2 separate regions of the Sus scrofa genome follow, and region 1 is linked to region 2. Evidence: chromatin contacts called from public targeted proximity ligation data. All regions are on one chromosome and are shown on one strand. The core of a region is the stretch at or near the end of the contact, and the rest is flanking DNA. Distances in the headings are between cores, read along the strand shown.

Evidence for each region.
Region 1: a contact with region 2 is called in a targeted proximity ligation map of alveolar macrophages. A contact is called at or near these places in 2 of 47 Hi-C or Micro-C datasets (liver and subcutaneous adipose tissue) and 2 of 2 datasets of targeted methods (alveolar macrophages and skeletal muscle).

Annotation. Positions count from the first base shown.
Region 1 is chr3:97,526,304-97,533,229 of Sscrofa11.1, forward strand. All of the region lies in intron 2 of LOC106509843 (a long non-coding RNA gene), which reads right to left. Among named protein-coding and RNA genes, the nearest start is that of TRNAI-UAU, 38 kb to the right of the region's middle.
Region 2 is chr3:96,918,654-96,924,706 of Sscrofa11.1, forward strand. THADA (thyroid adenoma-associated protein) reads left to right here. Exons shown (of 40, transcript XM_021088406.1): 21 at 1,048-1,206; 22 at 2,871-2,972; 23 at 2,975-3,027. Among named protein-coding and RNA genes, the nearest start is that of THADA, 50 kb to the left of the region's middle.

The DNA of each region.
Region 1 (6,926 bases), core at 2,973-5,472, 610 kb after region 2:
CAGGGCACCAGGGCTGCAGCAATAGGAGTACAGGCTCTCATGGCACAGAGCCAGGAAACAGCCTCTGGCTTAGTCAGGCAGTCAGATGGCCACTCTTGCTCTGCCACTGCCTGGCTGTGGGACTTTGGGCAGCCCCCCACCTCCTCACAGGGGGCTGTGGGGGTGGGAATTTGAACCTCAATCAAGTTGAGGATGAATTTGATTGAGTCAGACCTTGGGCATTTGGGGAGCCAAGACTTGGGAGTTGAAAACTCAGCCTGGAGAGACTGCAGGGCAGTGGCGGTCTGTTTCGGGGGCATGGATCCTAAGTGATCCGTGCACCTCTCTGGTAGAATCTGAGGTGGCTAAGAAGCTTCACCCCTCTAGTCTCCCCACCACAGGCCTTGTTGTCAGAAGCCCCTAAGGGTCTCACAGGGGAAACAGACAGAGAGAAGGAGAGACAAGTCATGAAGACACCGTGTGCTCCAAGCTCCCAGTACTCACCCAAGGGCTGCAGGTCAGCTCTGGGAGGAAAGGGAGAGGTCCCCTCCCTTCGGCCCCCAGCCAGCCGCCCTGGCCCCCACTGGCCCCCCTATGACTCTGGGCTTCACTGATCTCTTCCTTCCTTCTCCCAAAGCCAGCTCCTGAACTGGGGGTATTGGGAACCAGAAGCCCTGTGCATAGGCCAGTGAGATGTGCAATGAGACAGAGCTTTCTAGAGGTAGGTGGGTTCCAGAGCTATGCCAGCTTTGGCCTCAGGGCTCCCAGACAGCTCCTGGCTGGCCAGAACAGGTATCATTTAGAGATCCCATTGTGGCTCAGCAGAAACTAATCTGACTAGTGTCCATGAGGATGCAGGTTCCATCCCTGGCCTTGATCAGTGGGTCGGGGATCCAGCATTGCCGTGAGCTGTGGTGTAGGTCAAAGGTGTGGCTCAGATCCCATGTTGCTGTGGCTGTAGCTCCGATTTAATCCCTAGCCCAGGAACTTCCATATACCACAAGTGTGACCCTAAAAGGCAAAAAAAAAAAAAAAAAAAAAAAAATTCCTGTAACTCAAGCTCCTAAAAAAGAAAAATTAATAATAATTAAAAAAAAAAAAAAGAACAGGGATCATTCAAGACCACAAATCATATTTTCCTCTATAGGCTGGGGAGGCTTTCAGAATAGATTCTATCAATGTCTGAAGGAATATGGTCATCACAAGACCAAAAGAAGCCACAGTCACATGACCAGCCCAGTCTAAAAGGTTGTTGGAGTCACATGACCCCCCTTCTTAAACTTAGTCCATGAAAGTATGACAGTCACATAACCCAGCTCAGACTTGCTCAATATGGCTAACCGAGGTCACCAAGTCAGCCAGCCCTGAGCCCTGAACAGTCACATGGCTCAGCCACCGCCTGTCCCAAATATGGTGACTGTGTAGAAAATGATGCTTTTTTTCCATTAGTGAGGAAATTAACATAATATACTGATAGTGTTAAAATAAGCACCATCTGCCATAAGAAACACACAAATTGCCCACCTTTGGAGTCAATAAAATTATAAAAAAAAATTTCCAAATAATAGAAGTGTCAGTGACATAAATAGAGCCCTTAGGGGTGGTGCCCTTGTGCAATCTTGTGGCAGCCTTGCTTGTGGTCTCCATCACCCTGTTATAGGCTGAATTGACCTCTCTAAACTCTTATGTTGAAGCCCTAACCCCCAGTACCTCAAAATGTAACTGTATTTGGGATAGGGCCTGGGGGTGGGGTGGGGGACACACCTGCAGTATGTGGAAATTCTTGGGGCAGGGATCGAACCTGCACCACATCAGTGACCTGAGACACAGCACCAGGCCACCAGGAACCTCCAGGAAATGACCTTTAAAGAGCTGATTAAGCTCAAACAAGGAAGGCTCTTAGGTGGTCCTAATCCAATTTGACTAGTGTCCTTATGAGAGAAAGAGATCTGTAGACACAGCAGGATGCCAGGGGTGCATGCACAGGGAAAGGCCATGTGATGAGGCAGCATGAGGGTGGCCACCTGCATGGCAAGGAGAGAGGCCTCAGTGGAAACATAACCTGTTGACACCTTGACCATGGACTTCCAGCCTCTGGAACCATGTGAAAATACATTTCTGTTGTTCAAACCACCCAGTTGGTAGTATGCCATTATCACAGCCTGAGCTGACTAATAGCTCCTCTCCCTTACTTACTGTACCAATCCCGTTCCCCCACTCCCAAAACAGACTCAGGGCTTCCTTCAAAATAAATCCTTGAGATGAGGGGACCATCCAGTGGCCCTGACAATGCAGGCTTACACATCCTCCTCCTGTGCACAGACATATTACACCTTCACCTTGGACAGGCCCTGGGGTGGATGCCCCACCACAGGCGGCAGTCCTTGCACAATCCCAGCCCAGCGCAATCCAAACAAAGGCACCAACAAGGAAGGATCTGCCCCTTGGCTCTATAGAGAAAACTCAGGCTGCCCTCTTCCTCCATGAGGCAGGCCACGCACAAAGCCCCCTGTTCACGTGGCACCCGAACCCCCCCGCCCCCCCCCCCCCCGCCTCCACGATGGGAGGAGAGGCCTGAGGAGGCTGGGGCCGAGAGAAGCCCTGCTCTCCTCCAACCACTCAGAGAAGGAGTCCTGGAGGAGAGAGGGGTCCAGTCACCACAGAAGGTAGCTGCTGGAGACTCCGCAGCAGCCATCAGGCCCAGGGCCTGTGATGCTTTTAGGGGGTTCTCCAAAATGTTTTCATTTCTTTTAAAATCAGCAGGAAGGAGTTCCTGTCATGGCTCAGTGGTTAATGAATCCAACTAGGAACCATGAGGTTGCGGGTTTGATCCCTGCCCTTGCTCAGGAGGTTAAGGATCCGGCATTGCCGTGAGCTGTGGTGTAGGTCGTAGATGCCGCTCAGATCCCACGTTGCTGTGGCTGTGGTGTAGGCCGGCAGTAACAGCTCCGATTAGACCCCAGCCTGGAAATCTCCATATGCTGCAGGTGCTGCCCTAAAAAGACAAAAAAGAAAAAGAAAAAGCAGAAAAAGACCAAATACAATAATAACGAATCTAGGTGTTCCTGTTGTGGTTCAGCAGTAACGAACCCAACTAGTATCCATGAGGATGCGGGTTTGATTCCTGACCTCAGTGGGTTAAGGATCTGGCGTTGCTGTGGCTGTGGTGTAGGCGGTCAGCTACAGCTGATTCACCCCTAGCCTGGGAACTTCCATATGCCATGGGTACAGCCCTAAAATAATAATAATAATAACAATAATAACAAATCCAGCCTTGATTATACTCACCTTTATACTAGCAGTCTAAATACTATGTATTTTATTTTTTATTAAAGTATAGTTGATTTACAATGTTGTGTCTATTTCTGCTGTACAGCACAGTGACCTCTTCACACATGCATGTACATTCTTTTTCTCATATTACTGTCCATCATGTTCTATCACAAGTGCCTGGATATAGTTCCCTGTGCTATATATTGCTTACCCATTATAAATGTAATAGTTTGCATGTTAACAAAGGCATAAATTTATATATGTATGACCAGGTCACTTTGCTATACAGCAGAAATTGGCACAATACTGTCAATCAATGACACTTTAATAAAATAAACTTTTTAATTTTTAAAAATTTTTTTAAAAAGAAAGCATAAACTTAATCTTTTTTAAGGAGGAAGAATCCTACAAAAGCAAAGGAGCTCTGGGTGCTACACGTGTCAAGAATCGGGGTCTGAATTCATGTGTGGATTCACTGCCTCTCTCATTTTAAGGGTCTAAAATGTAAGCGCCTCAGGACGAGCTGCCCCCAGCAGGTCCCAGAACCTCACTGCCCCTCCTCAAAGTACAACAATACCCACCCTGGAGGTCACTGGGCAAAAGCAGGAGTGGTCAGGGCAGAGAGGAGGGCGGGACTCAACACAGGGGTTCAGCCAGCGGCTGTGGCTGGCCAGTGTCCCCCCTTTCTGCTGAATGGGCTGGCCAGCACGTCACGGTCAAAGACTCTGTCCATGTGGAGTGCACAACTCCTTCCAGCCAGGTTCAAACCAGCCAGCCCAGCTGTACTCAGCTGGTTGCAATTGCAGCCCCATTGGGCTGGGGTTTCACTTTCAACATTGATTTATGCGAAACACAAGGTTGCCTGAAATCCACTCAAATTCCTCTTCCATGAAGCAATGGTTCCGGAAGGGAGGGAAGGGCCCTGGCACCCTAACATGGGCTAGGGGAGCGTCCACAGAGCTGGAGCTCTCTGTACAAGGAAGTACCCCAGGGAGCAGAGCCACACCCCCAGGGCGCTGGCAGGAGGCCTCCTTGGAGAGATGATGGAGGCACGCAGTGGAATCCTGCACAGCATGGAAAATAAGTGAGCTAGAGTCACGTATGTCTGTGGGCTAGCATCCCTAAACATACTGAGAAGCAGAAACTGATTACACAAGAATACATAGTAGAACGACATTATTTATACAGGTTTCAAAGCAGGCAAAACAACTCTGTAAATATTTCAGAAAAACATGCATATGTACCAAAAAGTTAAAGAAATTTATGAGAATGAAAAATGCCAAATACCAGATACTAGTTACTTCTTGGGGAGAAGGGGAGGGGGTGGGGGAAGGGAGGTGGGTTTGGAAGGTGCTCATGGATGCCTTCAGCTGGATTTGTAATTTTATTTCTGAGACTGGCCTGTGCTTACAAGGGTGTTCACTATAGCACGATTCATTCTGGTATTTTCAGGAAAGTAAGGCCTGAAGGGGGTAGAGGATGAAACAAAAATTTCTAGCGTCACCTCCAGCAACACCCATGGGGAAAGAAAACACATCCATAGCCAAACCTGGTCCCTCACTTCGCCCCTATATCACCCAGGGAGGAAGACAGGAGGGGCCGGGGAGGCTTTCAGGACAGAGGTCTGGCTGCCTCCGAGGGGGGTACCCAGGACTCAATGAGGCTGATAGCAAGCAACCATGAGGTCCCCAGTATGCTCAAGGCTGGAGTGAGGAAATGCACCCCAGGACTCCTGTGTAAGGTCCCAGAGCCCCACTGTCATTCTATTAACCATTTCCCCCAGAGAGCCCAACCCTCCCACCCCTACACTTTCCCCTCTGTCCACACAGGCCTCACAGGAAAAGCATCCGTATAGCTGTTCAGGCCAAGAACCCAGGCCTGGGCCCCAGCTGCAGCCACAAACCCCAAGGCCACCCAGAGGGCCCAGGGTACAACCGTCTCCTGCTCCTGTTCCTCCAAGAACCAGGAGGTGGGGCCTGGGCCTGCCCTTTCCCTGCCTCCAGCAGCAGAACTGGTGCCTCACTTAGTCCTAGCCGAAGGCTCACTCTCCAACATGACAGCCTGGCCCCACCAGTGCCCAGCTGCTCCCTGTGATTTCACCAAAGGGTTGCATTTGAAAACTTTAAACAATCATGGAGTTCCCGTCCTGGCTCAGCAGTAACTAAGCCAACTAATATCCATGAGGACGCAGGTTAATCCCTGGCCTCGCTCAGTGGGTTAAGGATCCGGGTTGCTGTGAGCTGTGGTGTAGGTCACAGATGCAGCTGGGATCCCGTGTTGCTGTGGTTGTGCTGTAGGCCTGCAGCTGTAGCTCCAATTAGACCCCTAGCCTGGGAATTTCCATAGGCCCTGAGTGCAGCCCTGGGGGGAAAAAAGGCAAACTAGATATTCAGAGACATGGAAGGCCTTGGAAAAGTGCTCTTAGGAGCCTCCATGCCCACCGCTGCCCACCGCTCCCCACTGCTCCCCAGCCTGGGCCTACTGCGTTGCCTGGGGCCTGGGGCTCCTCCCCTTACACCACCTGCCCAGTCCCCGTGGGCAGTGGAGCTTGTGAATCCTCATTTAGGACCTGGGAACAGTTTTGCTGGTGGGGAAATACGGCTCCACGATGCGTGTGTTCAGTGGCCCTTCCCAGGCCTGCAGCAGCCAAGGTGGGAGGTGAGAGCCGCCAACCAGGAAAGAGAGCCTGGTATGGAGGCAACCCCAGGGCCACAGCAAGAGGGGACAGCTTGGCCACATAGCCTACAGCCAAGCAGCGAGGAGGAAAGGCTGTTGAGCCTGACAATTAGACAGTTATGTGGTTTGAGCCAGGAAGGCAGTGTCTGGTTGAACCTGGTGAGGGCTGGGAGCTGGTGTTCTTCTTAAATTCTAAAGTAAGCCTCCTTCCAGAGTACAGGGTTATCCCCTGGGTCCTCCTGTCCCCACCCCCAGACTCACAGCTCCCCACTCCTCCCGAGGCACAGGCCCACAAGAGAAGGAAAGGAGGCCTGAGCCTGCCCCAGAGCTTTCCAAGACAGGTGGCCGGGAGGTGCACCCACCACCAAGGGACAGCCACCAGCCTCGGGATGAATTCAACTGCAAGTTAAATATCACAGGGAGATCAGAAGGATGGGTTCTGAGCGTGGGAGCCAGGAGCCAGGCACTCCCAAGGCGCTGCAGGCAGGGGCAGGGTTGACTGACATCCTTCTGCTCCTCGCCTTCCTCCTACACCCACACTCCCTGGCCAAAAGGAAGAGCAGGCCCCAAATCCGCTCAGGTCACAGAGAGACAAAGGGACGACCGTGAATGTCACCTGGCCACAGAAACCAGAGACAAACGGACAGCTTCCCCTGACCACCCCAACTGACGGTCAGCTTTGAAGGCCAGACAAAATCACCATGGGAACAACCCAGAGCCATAAAAAATAAGCTTTCAGGCAAAGCACTGTCGTCTATTTCTCTATGTTTATCCAAATATCCACTGACTTATCATTCAGCCGGCACCAGAGATTTAAAGCAATCTTACTGGAGGAAAACTCAAGAGGGCAAAATGCCAAACTGTTAACGTGATATTTTCTGGCAGATCAGGACAAGGCAGCCAAGATTTGGTCTGAGCTGTGAGAAGACATCTGTTTTGGGTAATGAGTGCAGAGATCCCTCAGGCATGAGACTTTGGGCCCACTGTCCTAACAGTCC
Region 2 (6,053 bases), core at 2,683-5,182:
GTTTCTTTTTGGGCCAGTGTTACTTTTTCATAGATGTTGAAATTTGTTTTTGGCAAAATGTCATGGAAGCCACAAATGAGCATAAGGTGTTGGCTGATTCATTATGATGGCAGTTTGTATTTCCCTTAATACCTAAAGTATAGGTGTATAGAATAAGTATACAGTAAATACCAGTTCTTTGATTCGTTGATTGTTTTCAGATAATTGCTTGTTACTTTTCTTTTAAAATCTGAGCCTGGGAGTTCTCTTGTGGTGTCGTGGGTTAAGAATCTGGTATTGTCACTTCAGCAGTTTGGGTCGCTGCTCTGACGTGGGTTCGATCTCTGGCCCAGAAACTTACACATGCCGCAGTGTAGCCAAAAAGGGGAGAAAAAAAATCCAAGCCTGGCTAGCTCTTCATTACCTAGTCATCCATAAATTCCTTCAGCCCATGTTATTGAATCTCTGCCATGAGCCAGTTTCTGTTCTAGGCACTGGCCACTCAGCAGTGAACAAAGAATTGCATTCATGGAGTTTACATTTCCAAATCTAGGGAGTGCTTAAGGAATGAAAATGAGGTTTCATATAATACTAGGACTGTAAATCATACTTAGAAAGCAGTATATTACATATGCATTTCAAAGTCAAATGTGGAGTCTTCATGATATTTCTGGGCTATAAAAGATTGTTTCTGTTGGTAGTGGGGTTTCTTCTTAAAATTAATTGCAATTCGTTACCGTTCCTTCATCTGATTGAGATTCTTAGACAACACGAAGAAGAACAACGTTAAGTGAGATGGGCAGCCTTTGTCCTGTGGATAGTTTCTGTTGTCTTTTTTGGTCCAGTCTTCACCCTATTTAAAATATTTGCCATATTTTAAAAGTACACTCAAGTGTCATGAAGATCTGACATAAATAATTTTCACATTATCCATCCTGTGAGCCCCTTCTAATAGCGCTAATTATCAAGCATTGAAAATTACAAAAATTTTGAGGGGAAGTATGCTCAAGGCAAATCTGCCTATGATATGGAAAAGGGATTTTCTATACTCTCATCTCTCTCCTTCAGAGTCAGCAAGCCGCTTACAGACGATTCTGAATGAGATTCAGCCACGAGATACTAATGATTATTTCAATCAAGCCAAAATTTTGAAAGACTGTGATAGCTTTGATTTGGAGGCCTTGCATGCCAGTGTACCGAATATTGATACTTCTGCAGAAGTCAAAGGTATGTATATATCAAATCAGTACCATAGTCAGTATTTGAGTGACTATGATACTCAAGGTATCATCCGTGCAAAGGTGCAAAATGCCCCCTTTCTGTATAGTCAATTGGAGGCTACAGATGTGTGCAGGACATTTCTAGAAAATAAAGTCTTCCTTGAGCTTATAGATGATTTATTTTAGGGAATGAGTTTATAAGATTTTTACCAGAAAATGATGTGCCCCAGTGCAGCGTTTAAGGTGCTTCAACAAAAAGCCTTTGGGTGCTGAAACCTGTCTTGACGGCCAGGTGATGGTGGAACAGTGATGCACAGTGAACCCAGGTTTGGGCAGCAGTCTGCTCCTCCCAGTGATATGGTTCAGCTGTGAGAGTCCTTAGTCAGGCTGCTTTTGCAAGGAAACAAACTTTATGACTCACTAGAATGTGATCTACTCTGTTGTACCAAGCCTCCAAAATTCAAGTTCTTACTGCTTGTTTTCTCATTAGTTGTTCTTTTGTAATTTCTGTCGTGCTGTAGAAAGTCATCAGAAGCAGTAATATCTTACTGATTTATAACGTATTCTACATCCTCCACTAGATGGAGATATTGTCTCATGAAAACTTTTTTTTTTCTAAAATTAAACGAAGTAATGTATGCTTGTTACAATAGTTGCAAATAATATGAACTAAAAACAAATTAATTTTGTTTTCTTTCATTTCTTTATTTCCTCCCCAATCCCACTTCTTCCCTTTTTAGTGTATATCATTTTAGACCTATTTTACGTATTTAAGTGTATGGACATTTATCCTTTGAGTTTAGTGGGCTTTTAAAAGATCAATGGGATCATGTTATAAAGATTGTTTTGTTAACTTCACTTTTATTTTTATTTTTTTTAGGGCCACACCTGCGGCACACGGAAGTTCCCAGGCTGGGGTCGAATTGGAGCTGTAGCTGCCGGCCTTTGCCACAGCCACAGCAATGCTGGATCTGAGCCATGTCTGTGACCTACACCACAGCTCATGGCAGTGCCGGATCCTTAACGAACTGAGCGAGACCAGGGATTGAACCTGTGACCTCCTGAATTCTAGTCGGGTTCGTTACCACTGAGCCAAAACAGAAACTCCTTGACTTTTAGATTTAATGGCTTATTTTTTTTTTTTTTTTTTTTTTTTTTTTTTTTTTTTAATATCAGCACTAAAATACTACTAAAGCTAGAAAAAGAGAATAAGGATTATTATAGCTTATTGACCATGGAATTTAAATAATATTTTGAAAGTCCTATCCTGTTCTTTTACTGATATGGCAGCCAGCCCCCATCACCAAAACAAATAATGAAATATATTTATTAGAGTCATATTTTACAGATGATTGAGGGACAGAAAGAGTTTATTGCATTAATTTCCAAAGGTTAGACTTCGGTTTGAGGGATAGTGTTGTGTTCTATTTTTAAATTTACTTTGAAAATAGTACATTAAAAAAATACTTAGCGTGATTCCTACTCATAGCACATGCCCAACAAATGTTTGTTATTTTTTCCTGAATAAATATAGCATATGACAAATTGGTTTGTTCAAGTTGATTATTCTTGGGGAAATTATGAATAAGCTTGTTCTGAGAAACCTGGGATGTGAGTAATCAAGTGGCGAATGTTGCAATAGTTTTTTTTTTTTTTTTTTTTTTTTTTAAGGTAAAGAAGGAAAAACATGTGATGTAACTGCTCAAATGGTGCTGGTATGTTGTTGGCGAAGCATGAAGGAAGTCGCTTTACTCTTAGGCTCCCTGTGCCAGCTGCTCCCATGCGGTCTGTGCCACAATCTCCTGATGGATTATTGACAGTGGAGCAGGTAGGGTAGATGTTTATTCCACCTGGTTTAATTTCTGGTCAAGGCATAAATCACAAACTTATTTATCACCCACCTGAAAAACTTTTAAAAATTTCTTCTTGAATAAAATCTTACAGATGTCAACCGAAGAAAGTTCTCTAAAGTGTAGAAATTAGACCTTGCAGTACATTTCAAAACTGTGGCCTTTTTAGAAACATTGTACTTTTTCTAAGTTATGTTAAATAATGGTAGATTTTTATTTCACTTTTAACCTCAATCTGATCATTTGAAATTTTTATTTCTCCATTTAACACACACAAACTTTAAATTGAAATGAGACCTTCTATTTAGTAAAACTTCACATGCCCATCAAATTTTGCAAAAAAAAAAAAAAGTACTATGTTAGTTGATTATGGATTTCTTGTTTCCCTCTACATTGATGATGATAAAGTTGTAGTTGCTTGGGGTTTTTTTGGCTGACTTTTATTTTTAAGACCACAAAGTTAGTTCACCATCTGGGACTTTTCAGGCAACTTGAGTGCTGTGTTTACAAGAAATTAGTCTACCACAAGCATTTCATTTAGAAATATTTTAGATTTATTAGATTTCTGTTTTCAATTGATTCCCTCTTCCTTTCCATAGGGCTTCAACAAATCCATTTCCCACCATTTCCCAGCAAAGATATATAACATGTTCTTTCATTTTTAACCTTTTCCAAGTAAAGATGATTTCTTCCATCGGGTGTTACAACATTTAAGAACAACACAAATATTGTAGTATGCTAATGTTCATTATTTCTATAATAACCATGTGACTGGTTTCGTGGAAATACTGCTAATGTTTTTATTCTCACACTCTCTGTGGCTGATGTGCTTGCATCTGGATAACAGCTGGGCCCCTGATGTTGCAAGGCTCTGAGATGGAGGACGGCGAAAGGGAACAGGACACTGCCAGCATCGTTATGTTCCTTATTCTCTTCCAAATCAAATAGGCGTCAGTGACCTAGAGTTACTTGCAGTCATTGCCGGTGACTGGCTAGAGTGCCAATGCCAACATCTTTGCTGAGGAATCCAGCTATGATTAATGATTACTTCACTGATGTGAAGTAAACATGTGCTAGAGCCCCTTGACTTCTCAACTTTTCAAGGACAACTTAAAATATCCAGTTTTCTGGGTTTGTTGGCTAGTGTTCAAAAAAAAAAAAAATTAAGGAAACAGATTTCTCTTTTACTGTAGCTGAGAAAGACCTGAAAGCGTCCTGCAAAAATCATTTTGCCTTGACACCTTTACAGAGCACCCCAGTCTTACAAAGTTATGTGGGATATCCATGTTAAAATTGTGAATTAATTTTTAAATGCAAATTAATATAAAATAGCTATTTGTAAAAACAACAACAGTAATGAAGGGAGGCTCTTATAAACCAAAGAACTCTTCTAATGACTGTTTTCTTGAGTAAGAAATAGAATCCATAGGCGTTCCCATCGTGGCTCAGCAGTTAAAGAACCAGACTAGTATCCATGAGGACACGTGTGGCTCGGATCTCAAGTTGCTATGGCTGTGGTGTAAGCCAGCAGCGGCAGCTCCAACTTGAGCCCTGGCCTGAGAACTTCCATGTGCTACACATGCGGCCCTATAAAGTCCAAAAAAAAAAAGAGAAAGAAATAAAATCTTGTTTTTCTGTAAAATGCCCATTTCCATTCTAATGAGATCATCTCTCCACGTCACCTTTTCTGTGGTGACCCCACATATATATGCTTGAGAGGAAATTCATGACTGAATGAGTGCCTAAGAGTGTGTGTGATAGCACTATTCTGACACTGAAACTATGCCCTCTGTGGAAAATTTTAGGCTTGATCATGCTAAATTTTACTTTAAAAATGCCTCAGTTTAGGAGCATTTAGTCAATGAGAAATGAAAGTCATCAAGACGTTAGCATTATTCATATTATTAGAGAATTCCTGCTTTTAAACATTAAAATTTTGCTCCATGAAATTCACTTAAACTAAACGCATTCCCATGTACTCAGTACTTTTAAGAGATGGAAATAGCAACATTGGAGGTTTGGGATTAGCATGTGCACAGTGTGGCATATAAAATAACTGGCCAACGGGGACTGGCTGTATTGCACAGGGACCTCTACCCAGTATTCGGTGATGATCTATATGGAAGAGAATCCGAGAAAGAATGGATATGTGTTTATGTTTAACTGAATCACTTTGTTGTACAGCAGAAATTATCACAACATTGTAAATTAACTACACTTCAAGAAAACTTTAAAAAGATGAACAAAAAGTTAAAATAAATGACAGAGAAGAAAGTAGTTTACTCTGGAGTGGCAGGGCCATACCTAAGGTCTCCCTTCCAAGGGCATAGTCGCCCTGGCATTGCTAGGTCTTCTGTGCACCAGGAGGAAAAGCTACTAATTTAAGTCAGCAGCATCGGTGAATGTGACCACAACAGACCTGCAGATAGTCGCTGGAGTGACTTGCAGGTGGAATGCTCCCTGTTGTGGGGGGAGAATTTGGAACATGGATTTCTTATCCCCAAGAATCGTAATAACTGATCTTTTCTCTTGATGGACAAAAGAAGCTTTTCTTTACAACCTGAAATACTGATGTTCAGTCTGGTGCTTTTCTTGCTTCCCGCTCACCCTTCACCATTGGAAAAGTAACAGGATTCTGTTAGTTTGAAAATTGGGGCCTCTCAAGTAGACAACAGGGAGGATTTCTTTTGAAACTCACTTGCTGATATTACAGCCCTTGGTTACAGGAGTAACATCTTCAGCCCTCAAATGTGAATGTAGTTTATAACAGGCCAGCAGGTAGTGAGCCTCTAATTGGGGGATTTTTGCTGCAGTGTGAGGAGAAGATCTGGTGCACGTTTGTAATTCTGCGTATTCAGAGCTGTAGTCACAGAGCCTTAGAGCTGGAAGGAGCCCAGAGATGATAGTATCCAGCTCCCTTGTACAAGGGGAGACTGAAGCCCTTGGACGTTACCTGATTTGCCCAAGATCACAAAGCTGGTTTGTGGCAGCTCAGGGACAGGAA